Regions from separate parts of the Mus musculus genome. Here all the other regions are linked to region 2. Evidence: chromatin contacts called from public HiCAR-type and promoter capture Hi-C data. All regions are on one chromosome and are shown on one strand. The core of a region is the stretch at or near the end of the contact, and the rest is flanking DNA. Distances in the headings are between cores, read along the strand shown.

Evidence for each region. Promoter capture Hi-C pulls out the DNA fragments that hold promoters and counts their contacts. HiCAR-type assays count read pairs that join an accessible place to other places.
Region 1: a contact with region 2 is called in a promoter capture Hi-C map of hippocampal neurons, with 6 times the contacts expected there. The contact joins the promoter of Rep15 here to the promoter of Etfbkmt in region 2. A contact is called at or near these places in 1 of 39 promoter capture datasets (hippocampal neurons) and 1 of 115 datasets of contacts at active chromatin or transcription factors (astrocytes).
Region 3: a contact with region 2 is called in a HiCAR-type map of astrocytes, with 7 times the contacts expected there. The contact joins the promoter of Stk38l here to the promoter of Etfbkmt in region 2. A contact is called at or near these places in 1 of 39 promoter capture datasets (frontonasal cranial neural crest) and 2 of 115 datasets of contacts at active chromatin or transcription factors (astrocytes and embryonic stem cells).
Region 4: a contact with region 2 is called in a promoter capture Hi-C map of embryonic stem cells, with 4 times the contacts expected there. The contact joins the promoter of Klhl42 here to the promoter of Etfbkmt in region 2. A contact is called at or near these places in 5 of 39 promoter capture datasets (cranial neural crest, embryonic stem cells, hippocampal neurons and 2 more) and 2 of 115 datasets of contacts at active chromatin or transcription factors (astrocytes and large pre-B cells).

The regions. Positions count from the first base shown.
Region 1 is chr6:147,031,163-147,034,470 of GRCm38.p6, forward strand. It overlaps Rep15 (RAB15 effector protein), which reads left to right and starts at 1,375. Exons shown (of 1, transcript NM_025620.2): 1 at 1,375-2,356. The coding sequence starts at 1,503. The coding sequence ends at 2,195. Ppfibp1 (PTPRF interacting protein, binding protein 1 (liprin beta 1)) reads left to right here. Exons shown (of 31, transcript NM_001355728.1): 31 at 1-863.
Region 2 is chr6:149,139,684-149,142,860 of GRCm38.p6, forward strand. It overlaps Etfbkmt (electron transfer flavoprotein beta subunit lysine methyltransferase), which reads left to right and starts at 1,830. Exons shown (of 5, transcript NM_001252095.1): 1 at 1,830-2,021; 2 at 2,923-3,032.
Region 3 is chr6:146,723,338-146,726,591 of GRCm38.p6, forward strand. Stk38l (serine/threonine kinase 38 like) reads left to right here and starts at 1,593. Exons shown (of 14, transcript NM_172734.3): 1 at 1,593-1,710.
Region 4 is chr6:147,089,650-147,092,892 of GRCm38.p6, forward strand. It overlaps Klhl42 (kelch-like 42), which reads left to right and starts at 1,426. Exons shown (of 3, transcript NM_001081237.1): 1 at 1,426-2,718. The coding sequence starts at 1,883.

The DNA.
Region 1 (3,308 bases), core at 125-2,624, 2.1 Mb before region 2:
TTTGTTAGAATAACTTTGGAAAAACAAAAAAAACAAACAGAACCTTTACATCTTAAGTTTCTTTTTTTTTCCCTTTGCTAAACTCATCATTATGTTGAACTAAGGAGTCCTGCCTAGCCATGTCGATTGTACCTTACACTCAGACTGTCAGCTGATGGGGCTTCGTATTATTTCAATCAGAACCCAAATATTTTAAAGCTGTAGAACATTTTCTAATGGCTATCCTGTCCAACAGCAGGTTGCTCATGTTTTCTGTCACACAGGGCCCAAAGGCTTTTTGTAAAGAAAATAGAAAGCTACAAAGCAGCTGTTGAGTGGTATGTGTCTATGAGTGTTTTCAGCAGGGTTGGAGACAATCTACTTTTCATTCAGGGCTACTCTAAATGAGATCCCCTGTGTTCTGGACAGGAGCTTAGACACTGGGGGACAGGTGGACAGGTCACTTTACAGTGATAGATCTGGTGATAGCTATTTCCAAATGTCAGCAGTATGCCGTTTTTATGCTCTGCAGGTTATAAAGCTGTTCATTGTGAACCTTGTAACACTGCTGGTTATTTCTAATTAAATTATCAGATGCTAACATGCTCCCATTCATGATTTCATGACAATATTGGCTTCTTCCTGTATTGGGGTTTTAGTTTAACATGAATAAATACCACCATTTGAAAGCTCAGTTTGTTATTAGAACCTGGTTAAAATACCAGCAGACTGTTACAGATGCCAAATATTCTTTATCAAGGACAATGTAACAACTGATGATATGTGATAAAGTTAAAAACTTTTGATTATATATTTTATTTACAAAAGTATTATGCAAAGTTTGCATTACCTTATGAGAGGAAATAAAGTCAATTGATAATTGCCTTGTGTATTTGTCATTGTTTCTTTGTTCAGAAAAACAAAGTCTTCATTTCTGGTGGAAACAGTAACTGATTTTTGTTTGTAAACTTGCACGTTTGATTGAGTTTTTTTGAATCAGACAAATTGAGATCTCTGCTTAAGAAGTACATATAAAAGGAAATGCCAGCAACCTGCCTGGGGAAGGAAGGGTCAGAACAGATGCGTCAAAAAAGGGAAACAGAAGAGACACAAGCTTAGAGACATTGGTTGGAGAATGTAGGAGTCTAACCCATACATTCACGTGCTGGTTTTATTTTGACTAGTTTTTAGAAACAGGAGCCACATCCAGGAAGAGATCAAATGTAGCCTGTACATAACCTGGAGTAGAGCAGGTGTTTTGTGTGAAATTGTCATTTGTCACTTGGCAAGCATCAGGAATCTGTGAGCACAACACACCCAGTTGACAAACGGGGCCCTCCCTCACATGTTTGTCTAGCCTCGGGTCTATATGGCTAGCCACATCAAGGAAGCTGTGGCATTAGGAAGCTGGTGGTGGCTTTAACAGATGTGGCTTTGCTGAAGAAAATCTATGAGAAAGAGGCAGTTCCCGGTGACATTCACATGCTGAATAGCTAGAAGCAGCATTTACTGGGTGTGAGAAAATGGGACAAAAGGCTTCACAGCAGGTAGCTCCGAAGGACAGCCAGGAGGTTCTTGCCATGTGTGAGGTGGTCAGTGCGGCTATTTCCCATGCAGCGCAGAAGCTGAAGGAGTACCTCGGGTTTGAGTATCCGCTGAGCAGACTCTGCCTTGCAGCGAGTTCACTGACTGAGGTCTTCCTCGTCCACTTCGTTACCTTCTGCCAGGAAAGGGGAGCGGATGAGTGGCTCACCACCACCAAGATGACCAAGCACCAGGCCTGGCTGTTTGGAGCAGACTGGATTTGGACCTTCTGGGGACCTGATAAGCAAATACGGCTTCAGGTGGCAGTGCAGACTCTGAGGATGGCTTCGCTCCCTCTGACGGACCCAAAATCCTGTGAGTCAAGGGGAGAGGAGTCTTGGAAAAAAGGCAGATTTGACAAGCTGCAAGAGTTCTGTAACTTGGTAGGAGAGGACTGTCTGGGTCTGTTTATCATCTTCGGTGTGCCTGGAGAACCTAAGGCTATCAGAGGCGTTGTCCTGGAGAGTGTCAGAAACGGGATGATGGAGAGCCAGCTGCCAGGACGAAAGGCTGTGGAGCAGTTTGTGCTGGAAACAAAGGACTGTATCTCCATCAAAGAGCTGCTAGGGAACTGTCTGAGTAAAAGAGATGGGCTGAGTGACATGGGCAGAGTTTACATCCGCATCCTCTAAACTGGGCATGTTGCTGTGACTGGCCTGTGAGACAGAACAGGAGGACAATCCCCAACACAGGGCTATCCACCCCCTACATTGACTGAAAGTGATCCCTGGGTTAAAACTTGCTAGTGTCCCAGTTACGGAAAAGAAAAGAAAAAAAAAATAGCTGTTGCTGTGTCTTGGGAAATTTTACTTTGGGTTTTGTTTATTCAAAACTAAAAATTGGAAGAGAAAATGATAAATTATACATAAAGTTTGATTTGGAAAAAAAAGTTGTCTTTGAACTCATCTCATAGTCACAAGCTTAAAATGTTACTGCTGTTGTAAGGAGAGCAACTGTTCATGAGGTGTGGTGGGGATGTCAGTTTTGGTTCAGGACTCCTAAAGAAAACTTCCCACTGCTGACCTTCTGAGCCCTCCCTCCACAATTGCTTCTTCCCAGCAACTCCACAAATAAAGGACTTTCAAAGTATTTAACATAGGGTTCAACTGGGTGTTAGCTATACCATGAGTTACTGAGTCACCGGTGAAATATGTGTATTCGCAGTAAGGAATGTATTTTCAAACACAATGGTCATATTTTCTAAAATGTCTTCTTGGGACTTAACAATATAAAGAGCAATTGCCACTATTTACTGACCTCGTGTTGGGCCCAGTGCTTTAAATATATTATTATAATTTGCACATGAGGCTCTATTAAGAAGTATGTATTTGGGGCTGGAGAGATGGCTCAGCAGGTAAGAGCACCCGACTGCTCTTCCGAAGGTCCTGAGTTCAAATCCCAGCAACCACATGGTGGCTCACAACCATCCGTAACGAGATCTGACTCCCTCTTCTGGTGTGTCTGAAGACAGCTACAGTGTACTTACATATATAATAAATAAATAAATCTTAAAAAAAAAAGAAGTATGTATTTGTTGCTATTTGTCTATGATGTGTGTCATTCCCAAGTCATGAGCTGTTAACAAAAAGCCAAGTCTCCACTTATGGCTCCAACTCTTCCAACAATACATAAGTGAGTTGACTCTTGAGCACAAAGATGTTCACCTGTGAGGAAGCTGGCTGTTGTTTGTCTCTGCCTCACTCCTGCTCTCACTCTGTGCTGCCCTTCCTAGCCTGTTCCCTAGT
Region 2 (3,177 bases), core at 580-3,079:
TCATCAGTGTTAACCTCCTCATTTAATCCCTTGTGTCAAAATATGATTGGTCAATGCAACAGTCCTCCCATTATCAGAAAGGAGCATACCATTCATTCGAGGCAAAGGATAATACATTTGGGGCTGTTACTTGGTATAATGGTGGTGTTCTCCTTACAGGCTCTTAGAGATTTTAGTTATGAACAGCTGGGAAATCATTAAAAGGAAAGCACAGGGCCCTGGACTAAAGGTTTAGCTCTGGTAGAACTATATATCTATCATGAAAGGACAGGATGAGAGGGTAAGTTATAAGTACAGATCTATCTATCATCTATCTATCTATCTATCTGTCTGTCTGTCTGTCTGTCTGTCTAAGGCAAGGTTTCTTGGTCTAGCCTTGACTGTTCTGGAACTGGCACTATAGACCAGGCTGACTTTGAACTCACAGAGATCTACCTGCCTCTGCCTCCTGAGGGGTTAAAGGCATATGCCACCACTGCCAGTCTCCGATTTTTAAAAATTCCTCCAACCCTCCCAACCCCCCATTTTTGAGATAGGATCTCACTAGGTCTGGGACTTGCTATGTAGATCAGGTTGGCCCTTATCTTACAGAGCTTCACCTACCTATACTGGCTAAATTCTGGGATTTGAAGCACATGTCACTACATCTGGAACTTTAAATTTTTCATTTTTAATTATGTGTGTCTGGGTATGTCTTCGTACATGAGTACGAAGTACCCAAGTAGGCCAGAGATATCAGATCTCCTGGAGCTGGGATCACAGGAATTGTGAACCACCCTATATGGGTCTGAGAAGAGAACTCAGATCCTAGGCAAGCACTATACATGTTCAACCACTGAGCATTTCTCTGGCCGCTAAATACAGATTTCTAAAGTTTGTATTACATGTATGTATTCTGGTGTGTGTGTGTGTGTGTGTTGGGGGTGATAGTCAGAGGACAGTTCTTCTTTCCTTCTACCATGTAGGTCCTGAGAAACTCAGGTTGTTAGGCTTGGCAGTGGGCCTCTACTCATTGAGCCACCTAGATAGAGTCCAGGTTTTGTTTCCCTTCCCTTCCCTCCCCTCCCTTCTCCTCTCCTTCCCTCCCTTTTCCCTTTCCCTTTCCCTTTTTCCCTTTCCCTTTCCTTTTGAGACCGTGTCTCATCTATCCCAGGCTAACTTCTAACTTGCTGAGTATGACCTTGAACCATCCTCTCCTAAGTGCTAGAATTAGAGATGGATCCCAGGGTCTCATGCTATATAAACATTCATAATAACTGAGTTACATCCCCAAGCCCCAAATCAGATTTTGACCAGGCATCTGAAGAACATTTTTCAATTTGTAAATTTAGATACAGCAACATGGTTTGCCATTTTCTTAGTTTGGGATGTTTTTCTTTCTTGTACATCATAGCAGATTTTCGGTAATGAAGGTGAAATGGGTTAATTTTGAAGTCTTGAGTTGAGGGGCCAGTGGAAAATTTAGTCATTAGAAAGTTGGATATAATAGATCCTGAACCTACAGGCTGAAAACAGTCTTACGTGTGACTTTATAATTATGACACACCGCAACTGAATGTCATAAAACTTTACTTGCCACTCCAGGTTCATACTCTTAACAGTATGCTTGGCATACAGTGCTAGCAGCATAAGTCCAGCAAGAGGTTTTAGAAATCAGAATTCGCAGACATGGCTCACACGAGTTGTGCAATTGCGCTTCATTCAGGTCTATAGGGTCTGACCTGAGGAGTCGCCAGGTTAGGGCTTCGGCGTTCCCAGTTGCCTTGGGAACCGAGGGACATCCAAAACAAAACACAGTTCGAAAGAGGGCGGAGCCGGTGCGTAAGCCCTTCGGTCCGGGCGGCCCCGCGTTCCGCGTCTCATTGGTTCCAAATTTCGCCGCCTTCACGTACCCACTACGCTGTGTAGTTAGAGCCACGGGCTCAGTCTTCCTCTCCCGAAAAAGGAGACCTACCGTACTTGTTTTTTTTTTTCTCCTGCACGTGAAGGGCGAGTTCCACTTGCTGATCGAATAAAGTCAGGTAAGGCCACAAGGACTGCACTACCCTTTAAAGTAGACTCCTGTCCTTTGTTTTGGAGGAAAGTAACGTGGTCACAACATTGTTTGGAGTTTAACCTTTTTGTTTGCTTGGCACAGAGTCTCAGGTTGTAGTCTCTGGGCTGCAATGTAGCCTAGACTGTTTCGAGTTAGAGGCAGCCCTGCCTTACTTAGCTTCCCAAGTAATGAAATTAGAGAAATGCCCTGCACTGTTTGCTTGTTTACGTACTTTATCTGTGTGTGCACGTGCGCCTGTGGAGGCCAGAATGTGTCTCCAGAAGCTAAGACATTGGAATCTGTGGACCTGTAGAAGAAAAGCAGCTCTCTTAATACCCGAGCCTTCTTTCTAGGCGGTTGGTTAGTTGGTTGGTTCGGTTCGTTTATTCGTTCATCCATCCATCCGGTCTGTCTGTCTGTCTTTTTGTAAAGTAGTAGTACAGGGAGGCAGTCCTACAGTGGGCAGATAGGAAGAGGGGCCATGGATGGGTAATAAAGGTGGAAAACTTTAAAGATGGTTGGCTTTTCCTCACCCACCTGACCCAAGACCAAAAAAAAAAAAGCCTGGCAATTTAAAAAGCCTTGTAGCTTTTTCTCCTTCCCATGCTGATGGCCTGGTTCAAAAAGTTCAAAGCCAGATCAGGGCAGTTTTTCAACCATTTTCTCATTCTTCAAAGTGACTCACACTAAATTAGGGGAGGAAACCTCTTCAGAGACTTCAAAATCAAAAACAACCCGTCCCCCCAATTCTCAAGAAGGGACTATTTTCAGCTACCCTCTGCTTTGCCGAGGAGGGGCTTTTTCTCTGCGTTTGCTGCATGTGTGTGTTTCTTTACCCCAATAAAAGCATTTCTTCAACATCTGATTCTGTCTGCTTCTGTCTTCAGGTTTTGATATTTCTCCACTGCTACCTGTTGAGCTCAGAAGTTTTTAAACTCTTGGCAGAGAAAACTGAATCCAATCAAGAACCTTTAGACAGTAATGCCAGTTCAATCAGGTATTACCGAGTACACAGACAGGGCTGACTTGAATTCTTATCATTGTTTCCTTTTTCCATGGAGATCTGCCTGCCTCTGCCTCCCAAGTGCTCAGATTAAAGGCCAGGAGTTTACTATTGTGCCCAGCCTGATGTCATTCCAGTA
Region 3 (3,254 bases), core at 343-2,842, 2.4 Mb before region 2:
GAGGGCCATCCTCTAGCCCTTGCATATATTGTTTTAATAGTGTAAAAGCTAAGGGTATTTCATAAAATCCCACTGTTTGAAGAATGGATTTGTTTTTTTTTGTTGTTTTGTTTTTTTTTTGTTTTTTTTTTTTTTTGTTTTTCGAGACAGGGTTTCTCTGTATAGCCTTGGCTGTCCTGGAACTCACTCTGTAGACCAGGCTGGCCTCGAACTCAGAAATCCACCTGCCTCTGCCTCCCGAGTGCTGGGATCAAAGGCGTGCGCCACCACACCCGGCTCCAAGAATGGATTTGTTAATAGTGATTGGGAATATTGGTTTGTCTTACTCAAAGACCAGTTTTATCTTAAAAAGCAAAACTCTTGTCACTTTCCCAAAACTCTCCCCTGTGTTCTCCATGGGAAAGTGATTTTCTAAATATCACACACTCTTCTCCCTTTATCCACAGATTCACTTTGGCAGTACCCACAGTCAACCATGTTCCAAAATTATGAAGTGGAAAATTCCAGAAATAAATGATTCACCAGTTTTAAACTGAAAATGCCGTTCTAAGTAGCCAATGAAGTCTCTCACTCCCCTCACTGTGTTGCTCCCAGGACGCTAGCAGTTCCTCTGGAGTGTCAATGTTGTGTATGTGAAACTCCTGGCCCCCTGGGAGGCATGGTCCTTGTTCCAATAATCCTCATTTTATTTCATAATAGCCCCAAAGCACAAGAGCAGCTGGCTGTCTACATCAAAGATAAGATTTAGCCTGCTTTTGTATTGTTAAGACTGGGTCTCACTCTGTAGCTCTAGCTGGGCTCAAACTCACTATGTAGCCCAGGCTGGTCTCAAACTTGCCGCAGCTTCTGCCTCAGCCTCCTTGGTGATGGGATTACATGCATGAAACACTGTACCTGGCGTCAAAGTTTGTTTGTTTGTTTGTTTTTTTAAAGTAAATGTTGTTGAGGTTGCTTAAATCTATGGTTCGGTTGTTAATCTCTTACTGTGCTGGATGTATAAATTAAGAGTAGGTGTGTGTAGGACACACAGTGTATAGTGTTTGGCTAGTCCGCGGGTCCTGAAGTTTGCCTGCCTACCTTTGATGCGAAGGGAAGAGACAATGACGACGACAATTTTCTAGCCTAATGCTGTATGTTATGTTGTCAACTGCTCTGGGATTTTTCAGGTAAGTTTAGCAAATTTTCATGTATGCTGGTAAGTTTCTTGTGGTCTTCCTAAATTCTAAATCCTCCTAAGCCTTTCGGGTTCAGTTATAGAGACGTGGAAGTCACAGAGCTGCTACATTGGTGATCTCTCCTCTATGGAGCCATCTTTGCATTGCCTTGAGGAGAGCTCCATCACACCAGGCCTCTCTCAGGGTCAGGCAGAACCAGTTAGAACTGGAGAGGGCCATGAGACAAGAACGTTACAACGCCCAGTAGTGATTAGACTGAGCTCAGGTTCCTGGACCAACCTACACTTCCGCCCGCGAAGGTGGGGGTCGGTACTGGCGCTGACGCCAGAAGGACACTTCCGCCTGGGTGCGTATGACGTCAGGGGCGACCCCTTTAAAAAAAAAAATCTAGGAGATCAAGTCTCGCGAGATTCTGGCGCGGCCGCTTTGGCACCGCCTCACGGGGCGGGACGAGGCGGGGCCTGGCGCGAGAGACGCGCGCCGCGGGCTGCGGTGACTGAGGAGGAGGCTGAGCGGGCGCGGGCGACACCGGCAGGTGAGAGCGGGCGAGGGCACCGGCGCCGGCGCGGGGCAGGGCCGCGGGGCTAGGGCGGCGCTCGCTGCGGGGAGGTGTGAGGGGCTTGGCGCGGTACAGCCCGCGGCGCCCAGCCCAGGTGTCCCTGGCGGAGCGGAGAACCGCGGCCGTGCGCGGCGTCCCCGGGCTGCAGGCGGGGCCGCGCCCCCACCGCCTGTCAGTCACCGGGGCCTTCGCCGAGCCGGGTGCGGCAGCCTGCGTACCGGGAGCGGAGCCGCCAGCCCCGCGCGCGTCCTGCTCCGGGCCCACCTTCCCGTCCCCTCCGGACGCAGAGGGCACGGCTCGCCGGCACAAAGTTGCCGGTGCACAGCGACGGCAAACTGTGCCCGAGCCGCGGCGTCCCTGTCACCGATGCTACTTTCTCTGTTGCGGGGTCGCTCTTGGGTCCCGAAGTTTGGAGAAACGCGGTGAAGAGATGCGAGGTGGGTCTGGAGCAGCGGCTGGTGTAGAGGTGCGCTGCTGCCGCCCCTCGGGACTCACTCGGTGCAGAGCCGGCGCGCTCTCCGGCTCCTCTGCAACTTGGGACGCGTTTCGGTAGAAGCCACTTATGGATTTGGCTCTGGTATTAGCCACACGACTGCCAAGAAGCCAGGCGAACAAAGTTCAATGGTTTTAAGGTGGTGATTACCCCTTATTTGGCAGTCGTGGCTTAAATCGGTCAGGTCTCCCTACTTTAAGTCAATAAGCCTTGCAATTTGCATATCAAGTTGTCTTGATGTCTCACGCACAAGCCTAAATGGAAAGGTTTTTCTCTTACGCCTCAGGATATATAAAACAATTAAGTTTATTATGCTCTTTCCCTCGTGGCCAAGAGGCACTTTATTTGAGTTAGTTGCTCTTGTGTCTATTTGGGGAGATAATTTAGTTAAATATACGATAAATTATGATATTGCGCGAGGTCATAAAAGTACTTTTATTTGGAAAATCCTGGTCTCAGAAGAAGTACAAGGGATAAAAGTTTGGTATTTGCCTTCGCTCTGCTGAGCGTTTTTTCTCCTAGTTAGAGGCCCGATTAGGCATCCCATTTGTTGGGATGTGTTTAGAATGAGAAGCATAGTTCGGTGTAGTTTCCGTGCTCTTTTGAAAGGCCTTGCTGTTAAGTAATGAACAAATTAGACTCAGAAAAACCACATTAAATAGAATACTGGAAGTCTCAGCACTTGTTTTCTTGAGTTTGCTTACAAATAAGCCAAAGAATAGAAACTAAGGCTGTCTAAATAAAAAGGTGTTCTCTGCAGTTTTTATTATTTAAAACAGTTTTAAATTTTAAATATATTTTGATCATAGTCCCTTCTCCCTCAAGCCCTTCCAGATCCTCTCCTCCTCTCTACCCACCCAACTTTAAGTTCTTTCTCAAAAACCAAACTCTGCAGCTTTTTAAATACTAGATTTTAATTTCAAAAAGTGGGACATTAAGAACAAAGGAAAATGATAAAAAACCAAAATGATAAAGCATTAGTCTCAGTTTGGCCATTTTTCTTTAGAAAAGTTCCACTCTCTCAAAG
Region 4 (3,243 bases), core at 176-2,675, 2.1 Mb before region 2:
GAAGGTAACTTGATAGCATATCCATTTAGCAAAGCAACAGCAGTGAGCCCCTTAGGGCTGTGACCCTGAGCACCAATTGTCAGTGTTTAATGATCAATGACAGCTTCATCCACTCAATGATGACATTAAACAACGTGTTCATGAAGCCTTGATACTACTATAGCTTAAATACTTTGTAACAAAGAAGTTTATATGTATTTGTCTTTATGCCCAGCTTTTTAGAACACTGTGTGGTTTACTGAAGTTATTGGATCTTTTAAGATGCCCCATCGTATGGCCAGGGGTTAAAATCTTGCAGGAGCGGTGCCCAGTATTGTCAGGTACCACTTCAGATTGCAGTCCAGCTGACCTCACTGTGGTAATGTGACCAGGGTTGAATTGCCTCTCTAATGAGAATCATTCTCAAAGGTTGGCTTTCTGGTTTGTTTTAAAAGGCAAGAGAATACCAGTTGGTCTGGAAACAAAAGCTTCCATTGGTAAAGATTCTAAAGAGCCAGAGACTAAGAGCCTGTTCTTCTGGTGACTCACTGAATCCTGCCTTGCTGATGGAGGCGCAGACAGATCCAGGTCCAGCCTTTTTTAAGTCAGCCCTCCCAGAAGCCCCCAGCCTGATGTCTAATGGTAGCTGTGGCATTTTGCCTTGCTGTAGAATCTACTAAATCCTTGGCCCCTCACCTGAAACCCTCCTCATACCCCAAACACTGAGAGTGACAGATGGGGAACGGAAGCCTGCCAGGAATGATTGCAGGCCTGTCAATCACGGGGCTGTGTTCCAAGTTTCTCAGAGTATCCAAGAAAGTAAGGCATAGCAAGCCTCAGGTCCATGTGTTGTGTCTCTTTCCCATGGGAAGGCCGGATCCTGCTAGAATGTTTTCTGTACTTCATAGTTCCTTACCTTTGTGTGTATTCTGCAGAATATAATGGCCGACAGCCCTCTCTCTGTGAAGCAGCCGACGGACACAGTAATGCTGGGGAATGCAAGGCAGGGCACCATGGGTACCAGGGCAGACACTATCGCTTCATTACAGCCTTTGGGATCCAGCCTTCTAACCAAGCGTCCCGCCAGGGAACATAGGAAAATGTTCTTTCCTAACAGCTATGATGGGATGGTGGTGGTGGGGTAGATAGGGATGAGAGCGGGCAAGTGCTACCCAGAGGGGACAGCTCTGACGCATCTTCATCTCCGCATCCCCATCTCCGCATCCTCTCCACCCACCTGCCCTTTTTGCTGCTCAGAGACTCTGCTGTCTTGGTGCTGGGGTTTGAACCATGCCACTGCCTGCCTTCCTATCTGTCTGTCTTGTCCATGGAGTTAATAACTCTTCTAATAAATTGCTTAGCCCTAGTAATCCGTTAGTCCACTCTGGAACCACCCCGCGGATCTAAAACCTCGCAGTACTGACTGGCCCAGGAAAACTCACACAGGGACTGTGGGGCTGCGGGAAACACCAGAAGATCAAGTACGGTGACTTGTGCGTAGGGGGCGAGCACCGCGAACCGACGCGTTTGTTTGTTTCCTAACAACACCGTGCTGGAGAAATGCACAGTGGTTAAGAGTGCACACTCCTGCTGCGGAGGACAGGAGCTCCGTTTCCGCGTAGGGCAGCTCACAACCGCCCTTACCTCAGGCTGCAGGGTGATCTGCCGCCTTTGGCTTCCTGGCACCTGCATTGTAGCGGAGGAACCCACATAGACACATGGATTAAAGATCAGAGAGGCCGTTTACTCGGAGGGCGTGTGACGCACCGGCGGGGCTGAGCCCGGGGCCCGCGGCCCGCGGCGGCGGAAGGAAGGAAGCGAGAGCGCAGGCCGGGCTCGGCGGAGGCTGTGCGCCCGGGGGAGGAGCCTGAGCGGCCGAGCGGCGGGGCGCAGCGGCCCAGCCATGTCGGCCGAGGAGATGGTGCAGATCCGCCTGGAAGACCGCTGCTACCCGGTGAGCAAGAGCAAGCTGATCGAACAGAGCGACTACTTCCGCGCGCTCTACCGCTCCGGCATGCGCGAGGCCGTGCGGCCCGAGGTGGGCCCGGAGGTGCAGCAGCTGCGCGGCCTGAGCGCTCCGGGCCTGCGGCTGGTGCTGGACTTCATCAACGCGGGCGGCGCGCGCGAGGGCTGGGGCCTGAGCGAGGACGAGCTGGCCGAGGCTAGTGTGCTGTCCGAGATGGTGGAGGCCGCGTCCTTTCTGCAGGTCACGGCGCTTCTGCGCTTGCTGCTGTCGCACGTGCGTCTGGGCAACTGCCTGGAGCTGTACCGCCTGGCGCAGGTGTACGGACTGCCCGACCTGCAGGACGCCTGCCTGCGCTTCATGGTGCTGCGCTTCCACCAGGTGCTGTGTCAGCCGCAATTCCCGCTACTGTTGTCGCCGCCGCAGGCCCCCGGGGACTGCAGCCTGAAGCAGAGGCTGAGGGAGGCCCGCATGCGCGGGACCCCGGTCCTGGTGGCCCTGGGGGACTTCCTCGGGGGACCCCTTGCCCCGCACCCGTATCAGGGGGAACCCCCGTCCATGCTTAGGTACGAGGAGACCACGGAGCGCTGGTTCCCCCTGGCCAACAACCTGCCCCCCGACCTGGTGAACGTCAGGGGCTACGGCTCAGCCATTTTGGACAACTACCTCTTCATCGTGGGTGGTTACAGGATCACCAGCCAGGAGATCTCTGCCGCACACTCCTACAATCCCATCACCAACGAGTGGCTGCAGGTGGCCTCCATGAACCAGAAGCGGTAAGTGCAAAGGGGGTGTCTGCACCCTTCATTCATTGCCCTGGTGTTTGCTGGCCAGAGGCGATGGCATCTTGCTTAGTGCTGCTGGCCTGTCGCCTCTGGCGGAGTTCCCAGGGAGCCCAGGGCTTGCTAGGAAGAAGACGAGTACTGTGTCAGCTAGCCTAGTGGTCTTCTTTCAGGTGCAGGCCCCAGGTAAGAATGGTTTCTCTGCCTTAGACCGGCTTGCAGAGAAGGCTATTGGGAAAGATAACGGTTGTTTTTCCTTCGCTTTTCTTTAACTTGTCTGACCCGAATTACGGAGACACTAGCAGTAACTTGTAATTCTGGCTTCAGAAATTTTTGTTGTTGCTGACAGTGACTTTGGATCCTTCTCACTTGGGTAGGAGAGCGTGCATCCCCTCTCCCTAGGATGGTGTAAGGGATTTGCCAGAGAGGATTCTCTTCTCTTTTCATCCTCACTTTTGTTTCTTATTTCCTTCTAAGACGGCAATCATCTTTGACCCAAAACTTGAGCCTGGAGCGGTC